Regions from separate parts of the Oryctolagus cuniculus genome. Here regions 1, 2 and 4 are each linked to region 3. A link is a contact called in public Micro-C data. All regions are on one chromosome and are shown on one strand. Each heading gives the region's core, a stretch centred on a gene start, on an enhancer-like site or on the middle of the called end of the contact. The rest is flanking DNA. Distances are from core to core; before and after follow the strand shown. Region 1 overlaps LOC127488421 (a long non-coding RNA gene). Region 2 holds the start of MEIS1 (Meis homeobox 1). Region 3 has its middle 190 kb from the start of ETAA1. Region 4 has its middle 140 kb from the start of MEIS1.

What was found. Hi-C and Micro-C count contacts between places; a contact is called where the count stands out from the background.
Region 1: a contact with region 3 is called in a Micro-C map of ear pinna, with 6 times the contacts expected there. The contact joins two enhancer-like sites. A contact is called at or near these places in 2 of 6 Hi-C or Micro-C datasets (ear pinna and an unstated tissue).
Region 2: a Micro-C map of ear pinna shows a contact between it and region 3, with 10 times the contacts expected there. The contact joins the promoter of MEIS1 here to the enhancer-like site in region 3. A contact is called at or near these places in 4 of 6 Hi-C or Micro-C datasets (ear pinna, embryonic fibroblasts, skin fibroblasts and 1 more).
Region 4: a Micro-C map of ear pinna shows a contact between it and region 3, with 8 times the contacts expected there. The contact joins two enhancer-like sites. A contact is called at or near these places in 2 of 6 Hi-C or Micro-C datasets (ear pinna and an unstated tissue).

Annotation. Positions count from the first base shown.
Region 1 is chr2:135,991,968-135,994,667 of mOryCun1.1, reverse strand. It overlaps LOC127488421 (a long non-coding RNA gene), which reads left to right. Exons shown (of 2, transcript XR_011386912.1): 2 at 1-1,503. Among named protein-coding and RNA genes, the nearest start is that of MEIS1, 240 kb to the left of the region's middle. Within about 2 kb of position 1,282, at least 1 of the 8 cell types and tissues checked has an H3K27ac peak or open chromatin away from gene starts, as enhancers often do. A contact at or near this core is called in ear pinna, where this site is marked.
Region 2 is chr2:136,231,926-136,234,722 of mOryCun1.1, reverse strand. MEIS1 (Meis homeobox 1) reads left to right here and starts at 1,494. Exons shown (of 12, transcript XM_051837800.2): 1 at 1,494-1,610.
Region 3 is chr2:135,429,941-135,432,835 of mOryCun1.1, reverse strand. No RefSeq gene overlaps it. Among named protein-coding and RNA genes, the nearest start is that of ETAA1, 190 kb to the right of the region's middle. Within about 2 kb of position 1,570, at least 2 of the 8 cell types and tissues checked have an H3K27ac peak or open chromatin away from gene starts, as enhancers often do. A contact at or near this core is called in ear pinna, where this site is marked.
Region 4 is chr2:136,087,104-136,089,803 of mOryCun1.1, reverse strand. No RefSeq gene overlaps it. Among named protein-coding and RNA genes, the nearest start is that of MEIS1, 140 kb to the left of the region's middle. Within about 2 kb of position 1,308, at least 2 of the 8 cell types and tissues checked have an H3K27ac peak or open chromatin away from gene starts, as enhancers often do. A contact at or near this core is called in ear pinna, where this site is marked.

The DNA.
Region 1 (2,700 bases), core at 33-2,532, 560 kb before region 3:
TGCTCCAATGCGGTCATTTGCCTCGGAGTCCAGCCTCTCCCTGGTGACACCTTGGGGCTGGGGTTTTGTTCATTTCTAGAGAAAAATGTGGTCCACCCTCCACCCCCCAAAAACAGGTTGATGATTTCAGCTTTTCTACTTCTAAAGCTCATCAAATCAATATTTTACCAACACGATGCTAATTTAAAACACCATCAAATAACACTGCGGATACATATTGAAAACATATTTTAATGGCTTTGTTTGTTTTGGCATCATATGAACCAAGGACGATTAAATTAAAAAGAGACTTTTAAAAGTTAGAGATTGCCTTTTTAAAGCTTATTAAAATCAGCATGTTACATGCCTGTCTGTGAATTAGCTCTACACACTTGATTGCCATCATTAAAACTAGTTGTTTGGGTGCTGCTCAAAGCCGATTCTGACTAGTTATTACTTGAAATCTCTTTCCACGGAAATGAAAAAAAAAAAACGCAAAAAATCTTTCTAAGTGGAAGGAGAAAACAGTCACCAAAATGTGAGCTGGCACAGCGACACAGCGGCAGCAAACCCCAGGCAGACCAACAGGTAAACTCACGACAGGAACATCGGACACAGGGAAAAACAAAACCAAACCCAACCCACGCAACAGCAACAAAGACGCAGTCCATTGATTGTATTTCCTGAATGTCTTAAAACAAATGTTTGAACAGTTTCCTGAGATAGCGCAGAGAACCTCTGCCTGCTCGCTGGCTGCAGGGACAATGGTCTGTTGCAATGGAAACCACGCGGGAGGAGAAAAAGGTGCTTTTTGTTACCATTTTATCAAAGCTGTTCATCCTCGAGCTGCAGGCCGCATTTTGCTGGAATTGCAGATATTTCTCTGTCCAGGCTCCTTTGTTTGTGCATCTCATTTGCATATATTTATCTCCAGCTGAGGGTGCTTTCTGCTCATTAAGGCCTCCCTTCAGATTATTTCATAAGCCAGCTGCTAAGAGGGATTTCACCTGTGGTGACTGAGAAAAGAGGGGTGAAAAACTAAATTCTTCATAAAAAGGGAATCTTCGGAGTCTCTTCCCCTATAAATGGGCACCATTTGTGTTAAACAGCCTCTTGTCATGATAGATGCCTCCAGAGGTCAGGGGTTAAAGTTGATTTGAAGGTCAGCAGTAAAACAACAGACAAACCAGACGCCAAACTGGTTCCTTAGCTGTCGGTGGGAGCTGTGGTACAACCAGGTCTTGAACCTTTTTCAACCTCTAATAAAACAGGGGATGAATCTGAAGTGGATCAACCAGGCCCCTGAGGAAGCAGCACAGCAAAACAGAAATAATATCAATATCAGGCAGCCACAGGAAACAATGGGGCATTTCTCCGTGCTGCATGCATGCTGCTATTGTTTCCCGAGCCGGGGAATTAATTCCACTTATTTATTTAAGGCGTGTCAACTCACTGCCTAAACCTGTTTCAGTGTCAAGATGAATAAAACTTTTATGGCTCATAAAATAGAGCCATTCATCTCAATGTTCTTTGTGGTGCGTTTTTTTTTTTTTTTTTCCTGGCATACTGAGCTAGGCCTCTGCTCCGAAATGGTTACATCTGAACCCACTGTTGCTATGATCCACATCATATTAGAGAAAAAAATTATTTCACTGGCAAATGGATCTCAACAGAAAAGACCCAGGGAAGCGTTTTAGCTGCGATGTAGTAGTCCCCAAAATCCTTCTAAATATGCCTCATGCCGTGGCATCTGTTTGGGGCATATATTATTTACAAAGCAGAAGTTTCACTAGTTTAGAGAAAAGTTCAAAAATGATAGCAATCCAACAATTAGTTTCCTAGACTATTATGTATTTCCTTTTACTTTAGAAATGCAGCCCTGTTAGCATAGCTTTTCCCCATCATCATTTTTTTGCCCAAGTTGTCACCGTTATGCAGTCAGCTTGCACTGATGTAATAGTCAAATGCCTTCCTTTATACTTCTGCTCTGAATTTTATGTTTGATTTCAAGAGTAAAATGGCACACATAAATGGAAAAGAAAATACGTTTATGTGAATTTTGCGTTATAAATTTTTTCAAAGTTCAGTTGTAGAATTAATTTTACTTTTGATTGCCTGACAAATGACTTTAACAGTAATACAATACTAATACACAAGTTAATGTTTATAAAGTGCTAGGCATGTGCATTTTCTCATGCAAATATTACCGATATTCAATACATGTCACACAGGTCTCTTTAGGATGGGCTGTGGCAATGCTCTTTCTTATCCACAAGATTTTTGTTAAACAAAAAGTTCCAATCAAACAATGTAATCATTGGAGTAGATCATTATAGCTTTAATGGGTAACGTCATGGGAACATGATTGATTTATGTTAAAAGGGATACAACAAGCCATTTGGTGACATTTCGCCAACTTTCCAGTCACAGCCTCGGTCACATACCCCACAGCTCTTTGCTCTATTGACACATAAATTGAGTTGTGGAGGCTTGACCAAACTCTTGTCCTGGTTGCTTTGCTTGCAAGTTCTGAGTGAATATTGTGGCCTTGTGATGCTGGATTATTTTTGGCTTAGTCAGTGGGTAGGTCAGGGTCTTTCAGTATGAACTCGAGTTTTTCCAGTGAGGAGGTTATTTGGAAACAGCTCCAACCAGAAGTTGTGTTTTCGTTTTTGCTTATGCACAAAGGTGTGGCCCTGGTAAGGAGGGACTCAGTGTTGC
Region 2 (2,797 bases), core at 245-2,744, 800 kb before region 3:
AAAGGCACGGCTCCTTATAGAACAGAAAGGTACAAGGGGAGTTTACCCCCAGAGGAGGCCAGCAGCCCAGAGGAGCTCCGCTGGCCTCAAATGCCTCCCTTGGGAGGGGAGAAACAGCAGAGACCAAGGGCCCAGAACGCCTCTTTTTAGTACTCCTTCTCTATCTGTGGAAGGTGCCCGAGGAGGTGAAGGAGGAGCAGAGAATGGAAGGGCCTTCACCAAGTCAAGATGCTGCAGAATAAAGTTCACTTGCCTAGAAAAGAAAGTGTACGATCCATGCTTAGGATAGGTGCTGTCACATAGCAAGCAGGAACGTCTCATCCGCTCTCACTGACACCTAGGACTTGGCCCTTCACTTATTCCTTTTAATAGATGATTCATTGTTACCCTGTTGAAGGAGGTATCCCTTTTTTTTTTTTTTTTTAACTTTTATGGCTCCTATGTTAAAACTCTAGACACCCTCCATGCAATTTCTCCCGGCAAGCCCCAACTGTAATAACTGTTTGCTAATTGTAAAATCCTTATCCAGAATGAGGTTTGGGCAAACAATTTGTACTACTGTAATTACATTGTAAAAGTGTTTCAGCCCCTTGATTGTCTAGAATTAATTGTACAAAGGCCTAGAAGTAGCATTGGGTTCACAGTTACAAATGGATAGTGGGGAAGAAGACACTTTTCACAACCAGTAAGTTTATTTTAAGCTCACAAACTCAAACTGTTCCATTCTGTAAGAAAAATCTGTGTGTACGACATTTAAAGAACATTTTTAAGGTGACCTGGCATACCATGGTTTGCACCCAAGTCTGCCTACTATTTTGAAGGCTCCGGTTGTTGGAAAAGAGTGATTTACTTGAATTTTTTTCGTTTTTAATCTCTGCTGAAAACAAAAGATATTATTTGCTGGAAAGCAATAACACGAAGCCAATCCTGTTGTTAAAAAAGTATATTCCGTATATTAACAAACTGCCCTTTTCCTAATGTGAAAACGTGGAGGGTTGAGCGGAGGGAACGCCCGGCCGGGTTACCTAAGTCTGCTGAGAACCCCTAAGGGCTGGTAAAGATCATGGTCGTCTAAGTGTATTTCGCAGTAAATTTCCCTCAGTTAAATTACACAATCTCCCTCGCAGTTCACATAAGGGCCGTGAGCGAAGCCGTGCCCACGTCAGGCTTTGGTTCGACGCCCTCCCCTGTCCCCCTCGGGTCCCCCTCCCGCTCCCAGGAGCGCGGGTGCGGAGACGGCGCGCACGGCCCCGCAGGCAGCCGTCGAAGGCGCTCAGGTGGTGGGGAAGGCCGGCGGGCTGCGGGCCGGCCCGGTCCTCTCCATACTTGGGAAAGGCTTGTGCTGCCTGGCCCAGCCAGCGCCACTCCCCAGGAAGAAGACAGAAATCGCCTCCCCGAGACCCTGAAATTGGCCTGAAATTTGCTTCCAAGTTCATGCCGCGAGGGTGGGGAGAGCAGGGGTCAGGCGTGGGCTCACAGGCGCCGGTCATCCACCTGGCTGCCCCTCACCCCCCGACCCCCAGGCTTTGACTCCGGGGCCTGCCTTCCCTTTCCGAGTGAGGCGTCGGGGAGTTTGTGCCAGGAAACTACACACGTATGCGACGTAAAAAGTAAGAGATCCTAAAACTTGAGTGTGCCAGACAAAAGAAGAAAAGGCGTGTGTCTGAGGGGGATGGGGGGGCGAGTCAAGAGATGAGGGATCCCGAGGACGTTTGGAACCGACGGAAAGCAGCCGTGGCTCTTCGGAGGAGAGAGCGGTTCTGGGTGGACCGCGCCAGCCCTGTCTTCCAGGCGCACACCGGGAGCGGACTGGGGCGGGGGGCTGGGGGAGGCTGCGGGGCTCGTCGGCTCGGCCTGCTGGAAACGCTGCCCTCTCGGGGCGGCTCAGCCGGCGCCGACCCGTGCGGAGGCTTTAGGAAGCCACAGGAATCGCCTCGGGGAGGCTCCGCGCGCGGCGGGGACCCGGTCGGGACCCCGGGTCCGACGCTCGCCCTGGTGCCCGCTGTCGCAAGCCCACTCCACGGAAACTCGGGTCGCATCTTCCCTGCTACTTGGCGCCTAAGAGTTGGCTGCTGCACACCTCCGAGCGCCTAACCTTTTCCAAACCGTCTCCGCCAGAACGGAGCCCCCTCGCTCTGGCTGAAAACTCTGCCCCCCACCCCTGCGCCCCTTTAGGGGCCAGGGCTGGGGCCGCGGCCCGGGCCGCAGGACGGGGGTGGGGGTGAGGGGCGCGTGCGCCCGCCGCTTCGAGGGAGTCAGCCTTTTGGCCACCTTCGGGGCGGGAATCGGGGCTGGCGGTTTGCATTCCCGGCAGATCGAAGCTCCCTGCTGATCGATTATTTGATAATTGATTTTCCCCGCAGCCAATGCGCGGCCGCCTGGGCGGGGGCGCCTCCTGATTGGCCGAGCCCTTCGCCACGGCTGCCCACCGAGATTTGGGTGAGTTCATTTTCCAGCCGACCGCAGGGGGAGTTTTCGGCGAGGCTTCGGCTGGGGGGTGGGGGCGGGGGTTCCTCTCGGAGCCGAGCGAGCTGCGAGCCCCGCTCGGGGATGGGAGGCTTCCCGGCGCCGGTCGAGCTGCTGCGGCCAAGCCCTCTCAGCAGACCGGAGCCCGGCGGGCAGCAAACTCGAAAATAACACCATTACATAGCACTGTAAAGGGCCACCTCAGAGTGCCACAATAAAGAGAAGGGGGGAAATGACTAAGCCCAGAGAATAGGTATTCGCAGGGGGAAAGTTAAAGCCAGAGGCGCCGAGCCTCCGAGTTTGGGTACCGGCAGCTTTTGTCTGCAAACCT
Region 3 (2,895 bases), core at 321-2,820:
CAGTTCAGTTGCATGCCTATGATTATAAAACACTAAAACAAGTCAGATTTCTTTTTCAAAATTAAGTTTTGAATTTACCCTATTTTTCTACAAGCAATTTTCTTTCACAAACCACAATTACCCTCTCTCTGTCAGAAAAAAAAAGCATTTGAGAATATTCTTGGTGATGTTAAAATTTTCCCTAAAGTGTTTTTTGCAGGTTCACTTTCACTGAATGATTTGTGTAATTTATAAGGTTGAATTTACCTTTAGACAGTCACTTCCCTCTTGCAGATTCAAGAAACTCACGGTGGGGCACTGGATTACAGCTTACTTGTATTTTTGAAACCTTAGTAGGACTAAGTTTTCAATCCACAAAAATTTTAACAAATTCCATCCAAACCTTTTAAAATCTTAAAAGTGATAGAATTTCTATTTCACTCCAACATAGGAAGCAATAGTGAAATTTTAGCTGATAAATTGCTAAATATTTCCCCCATCAAGAATTGTAGAGTTTCAAATGTTTCGATACTAAAAAACCAACTGACAGATCTTTTATGAATGTTTGGAAAATCATCCTTAGCTGTTTCGTAGCCCAGCAAAGATGCAAAAAATATCATAACGTGCATTTTGGAAAGCTGCTTGGTGATATAAAAGAGTCCTATGATAAGAGCAGACGGAAAATGGTAGTTATTATTAATTTAGAAAAACAAAAGAGCAGCCCAGCATCTCAGTAATGTGGCAAGTTGTGTGCTCTTGAAGGAGAGAGGGTTTTATAATTGGATTTGAGTGTAATTTAGAAGACGAGATAAGATGTAATGGTTGTGTATTAGAGGTTAGAACTACAACAGAAGCCCATAATGTAAGGGTTCATTGCACTGGGAGAAAACAGAACAAAGAAAAGCAGCGTCAACCGAAAAGGGTCTGGGTGGGAAGCAGTAAGGTGAGGTTTGGGAGATCTGAGGCTGGCGAGTTCTCCGTGGACACAGCAGCGACAGGGGCTCGAGCTCCGTCTACAGCAGCAGATAACACAGGTTTCCTTCCAAGTGTTTTTTCCTTTCTGCCTCCTCCCACCTTGTCCCTCTCCATCCATCAGGGCTTCTCTTTCTCCCAGGCAGTCCAGCAATCATTCCTGAGCCCCCTCCACGCAGGCCTCCGCCCTTCGCCGTCCGCCTCGGGCTCACCTGCTGGCTCCCAGGTTCTCTCTCGGTGCGCATGCACACGCCCTTACACCATATGCACACAGCCTACACAAATACCACACGCTGCACACACGCCGCACGCATACATCACACACTTCAACCAGTGGAACCACATACACGCCACACACTCCCCCGTACACTAAACACACACACACACACACACACACACACGGCTGCTGGCCCGACCTATGCGTCTCTCTTCTTCCCTTCCCAGGGAGCTCAGAGCCTCTGCCCCCTGGGTGGGAGAACAGAATGGGAAGGGAAAGTGAAAGCTGCCCCCCTCCACTTTGATTGCCAGCCCGGGGCAGATGACCGGGCTTCCCCTAGAGGGGCGCCAGCTCTCGGGCGGCCGCCTCGGGACCGGGCGAGTCTTGGGGAGGAACCCCTGGGCAGCGCGGCGGGGACGGCCGGCGTCCGCCCCGGGAGGCGAGGCCCTGCCGGCGGCCGGCGCGCGGCTACCCCCTGCTGGGCGGGAAGCTCCGGCCTGCACTCCCGGAGGCCTGGGACACAATCCACTCACCTCCTGCCAAACTGCTATCGCACGTCTCCCCGCCACCATGCAGGACCGTGAACTTACCTCCCAAACCCCAAGAGGTGTTACAGATTTTTTTTTCCCTCTGAGCCCTTTGTAAGCCAGTTGAAGCAGAACAAATCTATTTATTTACTTATGTATTTATTCACTTATTTATTTATTTATTTATTTAGAGGACCGGTTTATTAAAAGCACGCACAAAGTGCACAAAGTGTGTAGTAAAATGATGGTAGGCTTTGTTGAGCGTGGAAAGTGCGCTTGCTTAAGCCCCATTTCCAGCCCTTCAGTGCGTCATTTTCCCTGAAGCAGGACCTAAGCCATGTTCAGAGGATGTCAGCCCAAAGGCCTGACAGGGAGCAAAATTCCCAAGCCTCCTGCAGCCATTTCCTCCCACAGCGCCCTTTTCGGACCTCTCGCGAGAACCTCAGCTACGCGATGTGGGAAACCTTGGCAAATTAAGTGGATGGGAAACCAATTTTTAAGCGGATCAAGTTTTCAAATACAGATTAACACGTTTTAATTGTCCTTCAAACTCTTCTTAAAGTCATTCTAACAGAACCCAGATTTGGAGGAAATTCGCTGGCGTAATTCTAATGTGTATACACTATTAAGACAGTTATGAAACCTCGACACATTTGGAAGACATGGCTTAAAAGTGCCTTTAATACAAAATAAAATAAAGTGAAATACAAATAAAAAGGGATTAGTTGTTACAAGCTGTGACACAGCTGCAGTGACAGAAACTTCAGAAACATGTAAACAAAGGGTACTTCTAGTTACTCAGTGACCCAAATGTCTTTTTCAGGCTCTCACAATTCTAATTCTGCCACACTATTTCATTTCATTTATTCTGCAGATCAAGCAGAAATGAAACGGATGTTCAGATAAAGTAAACAAGGGCTTTATATGCAGCCACTAGCCTGCCAGAGAGACAACTTATGCTTATGGGGACTGCAAGGGTAGAGAAACAATGTCAAAACTACATCCCTTCTTGCATTTATTGGCGTGAGGTGAAAACCCAAATGTATTCACCAAGAAATTAATAAAGGATGAACAGGCTACAGCCTTGCATGGTGTGTGAAAGTGTCAGAACACTTGAACTCCACATTGCGCCACAGCCTCAGAAATAAACAGAAACCTTTCTCTTTGTCAGAAGGGGGTAAACAAATTAGGATTTTTGCT
Region 4 (2,700 bases), core at 59-2,558, 660 kb before region 3:
GCCGCCTTCCCCTCCATTATGTAATTTGCGGAGCCCTGTCCTCGAGGAAACAAGTTGCTTAGTGACATAGGATTTCTCCGTTACTGTTAAATTACAAAGAAATATCGGAAAGCCGGCGCTGCCGCCGCCTCTGCTCGGATCCGGGGCTGGGTCTGCAAGCGCTCAGTGTCCCCCGTCTGCGGAACCCCAGGCCACAAGGCGCATGATTGGACTTTCTCTCCTGCCAGGACTTTTCCCGGAAACTCGCCGCCGCTTCTGGCTCGTGCTGCACGGGAAACGTGTGCGAGAATGAGTTTGAAAAGTGCGTGCAGCGCCCGGTGTCTCCCTCCCCTCCCCCTGCCCGCCCTCCCCGCCCCCGCCCTGCGCAGCGCCGCCGAGGAGGAAAGTCAGCTTCGACTGCCACCTTTTGGGGATTTGGAAAAATGACTCGGTAGGACCCGCAGGGAGGCGGAGGCGGAGGCGCGCGGGGTGGGGGGAACCCCCTGATTATCCTGTGTCGGAACTGGCTCCCTTAATCTGATGCTTAAATATTTGATGTGGAAAAATTACCCATAAAATTAGTTACTAACAATTTCAAATTGAAATCACTTATCGAATTATAAACGCATTAAAGCTGTATGGATGGTATTAGAAGTTTCTCGGGAGGCGGCGGGTGTCTCCTTTGCAGGGAGCGGGGCCCACAGGGTTCGCCCCGGGGAGAGAGGCGCCCTCCGCCGAGCCCGGGGGGTGGGCTGGGCTGGGGGAGGGTAGCCCCGGGAGGGCGGCGCGGGGCCGGGTGTGCGGCTCCGGCTCGCTCGGCCCGCGGGGGCGGGGAGGTGGGCGGGCAACAGCGGCGGTGCGAGGCTGCGACCCCGGGGCCCAGGCGCCTACCGGGAAACTTCGCCCTGAAGTCCAAAGGCTCGGAGAAGGAAAACAAGCCCTCGCCACCCCTCTACCCCGCCCCGCGCGCGGCTCCCACGCGGCGCGCAGACTTGGCGAGCCGGGTTCCTGGCGTGGGCGGCGCCCTCCAGGTCCGCGGGCCGGAGGGAAGATGCCTGTAATCCCGGGCCGGGCCGGGCCGTGCGACTGCAGGGAGCATCCCGCGGGCAGCTGCGCGGAGCTCCGGCCCGGACGCAGCTACCTGGGTCCCGTAGTGCACAGGGTCCGGCCTGGGCCCAGAGCGTGGATCGACGAGACCCTGCCCTGGGCCCAGAGCACGGAGGGGCTGCTCAGGCGCCTGCAGTAGCCTCCCACGTCTTGCTCACTCCCGACCTGAAAGTCGAGCTGGGACGCGGTCGGTTTTGTGTCTGGACGCCGGAAAGGCCGGGGTCTGCACGGAAAGGTGTGGAGAGACACCTCCAAGGGGGTGTCTTTCCCTCGGAAGCGCTCGGGGTGCTTTGTGCTGGACTCTGCCACGTCTGTCCGGATTCCCGAGGCCCACGCAGGCCCTGGGAGCGTGCTCCTGAGAGCCTGGGCACCGGAGGGCACCTGGAGCTCGGGCAGGGCCCCTGGGGCGGGGGCGAGTGGGGGGAGCCGCAGCAGAGAGCTCTGGGCCTCTCCCGGGCGCTTTAGGCCCGAACTCCCTCGGCGCACTTGCAAAGCTCCGCTAACTTTCCCCTCCTTTGGGATCCCGGCAGCCCCTCGCGGAGCTCCGGGGTAGGCGTATTGCACGCCATAGGAGAACCTGGAACAGGATAGAGGGGGCGCTCCGCCTGGCCGGGCGTTCTCCCTGCACTCACTCCCTTCTCCGGTGACGCCGCGCACGCCTGGCTGCTCGGCGTCCCGAAGCCCTTAGGGTGGCCACGGTGCACCCTCTCCACGAGGCTGGGAATCCCAGGGCCCAGCAAGGGGCAGGGAGGGAGGGAGGGTGGGGGGCCGGGGCCCGAGCTGGGGGCTGCCGGAAGGGCGGGGGAGGTCCCCTTTCCGCGCGATCCGCCAGCCAGCGCGTCTGAAACATTCTCTCCCAAGGCGGAGCTGAAAGGAAAAACAAACAACATATTGAGCAATCAGTTCGCCAATGTTTGAGCTTTAAAGCGTCTTTGCCCTAAAAAATGATACCCCGGGGGTCTCGGTAGGGACGTAGGGGAACGTGTTGAGGGCCTTGGCCCCGGCTGGCCGCGTCCCCGGGTCGCCCCTCCGCGCGCTGCCTGCCGCCCTCCCGGCGCGCTCGACCCAGGACGGGGAAACCCTGCCGGTAAAGCCCCGGAGGGAAAGGATTTACTTTTAAGCCAGTCTCCCATCGATCGGGTCGGTAATTCTTACCCCTGCCCACTCGCAGACACACTCACCTCTACCCTAAAGCATTAAGTTCATTACGCGAGCAATGATCTTAATCTCCAGGCGGAAAATGAGTCCCGGGACCTCGCGGATTGGGGAAGCAGTGAATAAAGTCACCTGCTTCCCGCCCGCCGGTCCGCTCTTGAGGCGGGTCCCACCTTGTGGCAGGGCGCGCCGCGCGGGGGTCCCCAGCTCCAAGCCAAGGCGTGCCCGGCAGGGGTCAGGAGCCCTGTGTGCGCTCTCTCCGGGTTAGCGACCTCCTGGAAGGGGTGGGATTGTGCCGGCCCGCTCTCCCCCTCCCCTCCCATCTGCCTTTCCTCCTAGGCCTGCCTGGCACCTCGACACGTTCTTCCTCCCCCTCGCCCCAAAGTGACAGGATCCTGAGCCTCTTGCCTCCCTCCAGCCCCTGACAGCCGCGGGTATCCTCGCATCGCTGGTTCGCGT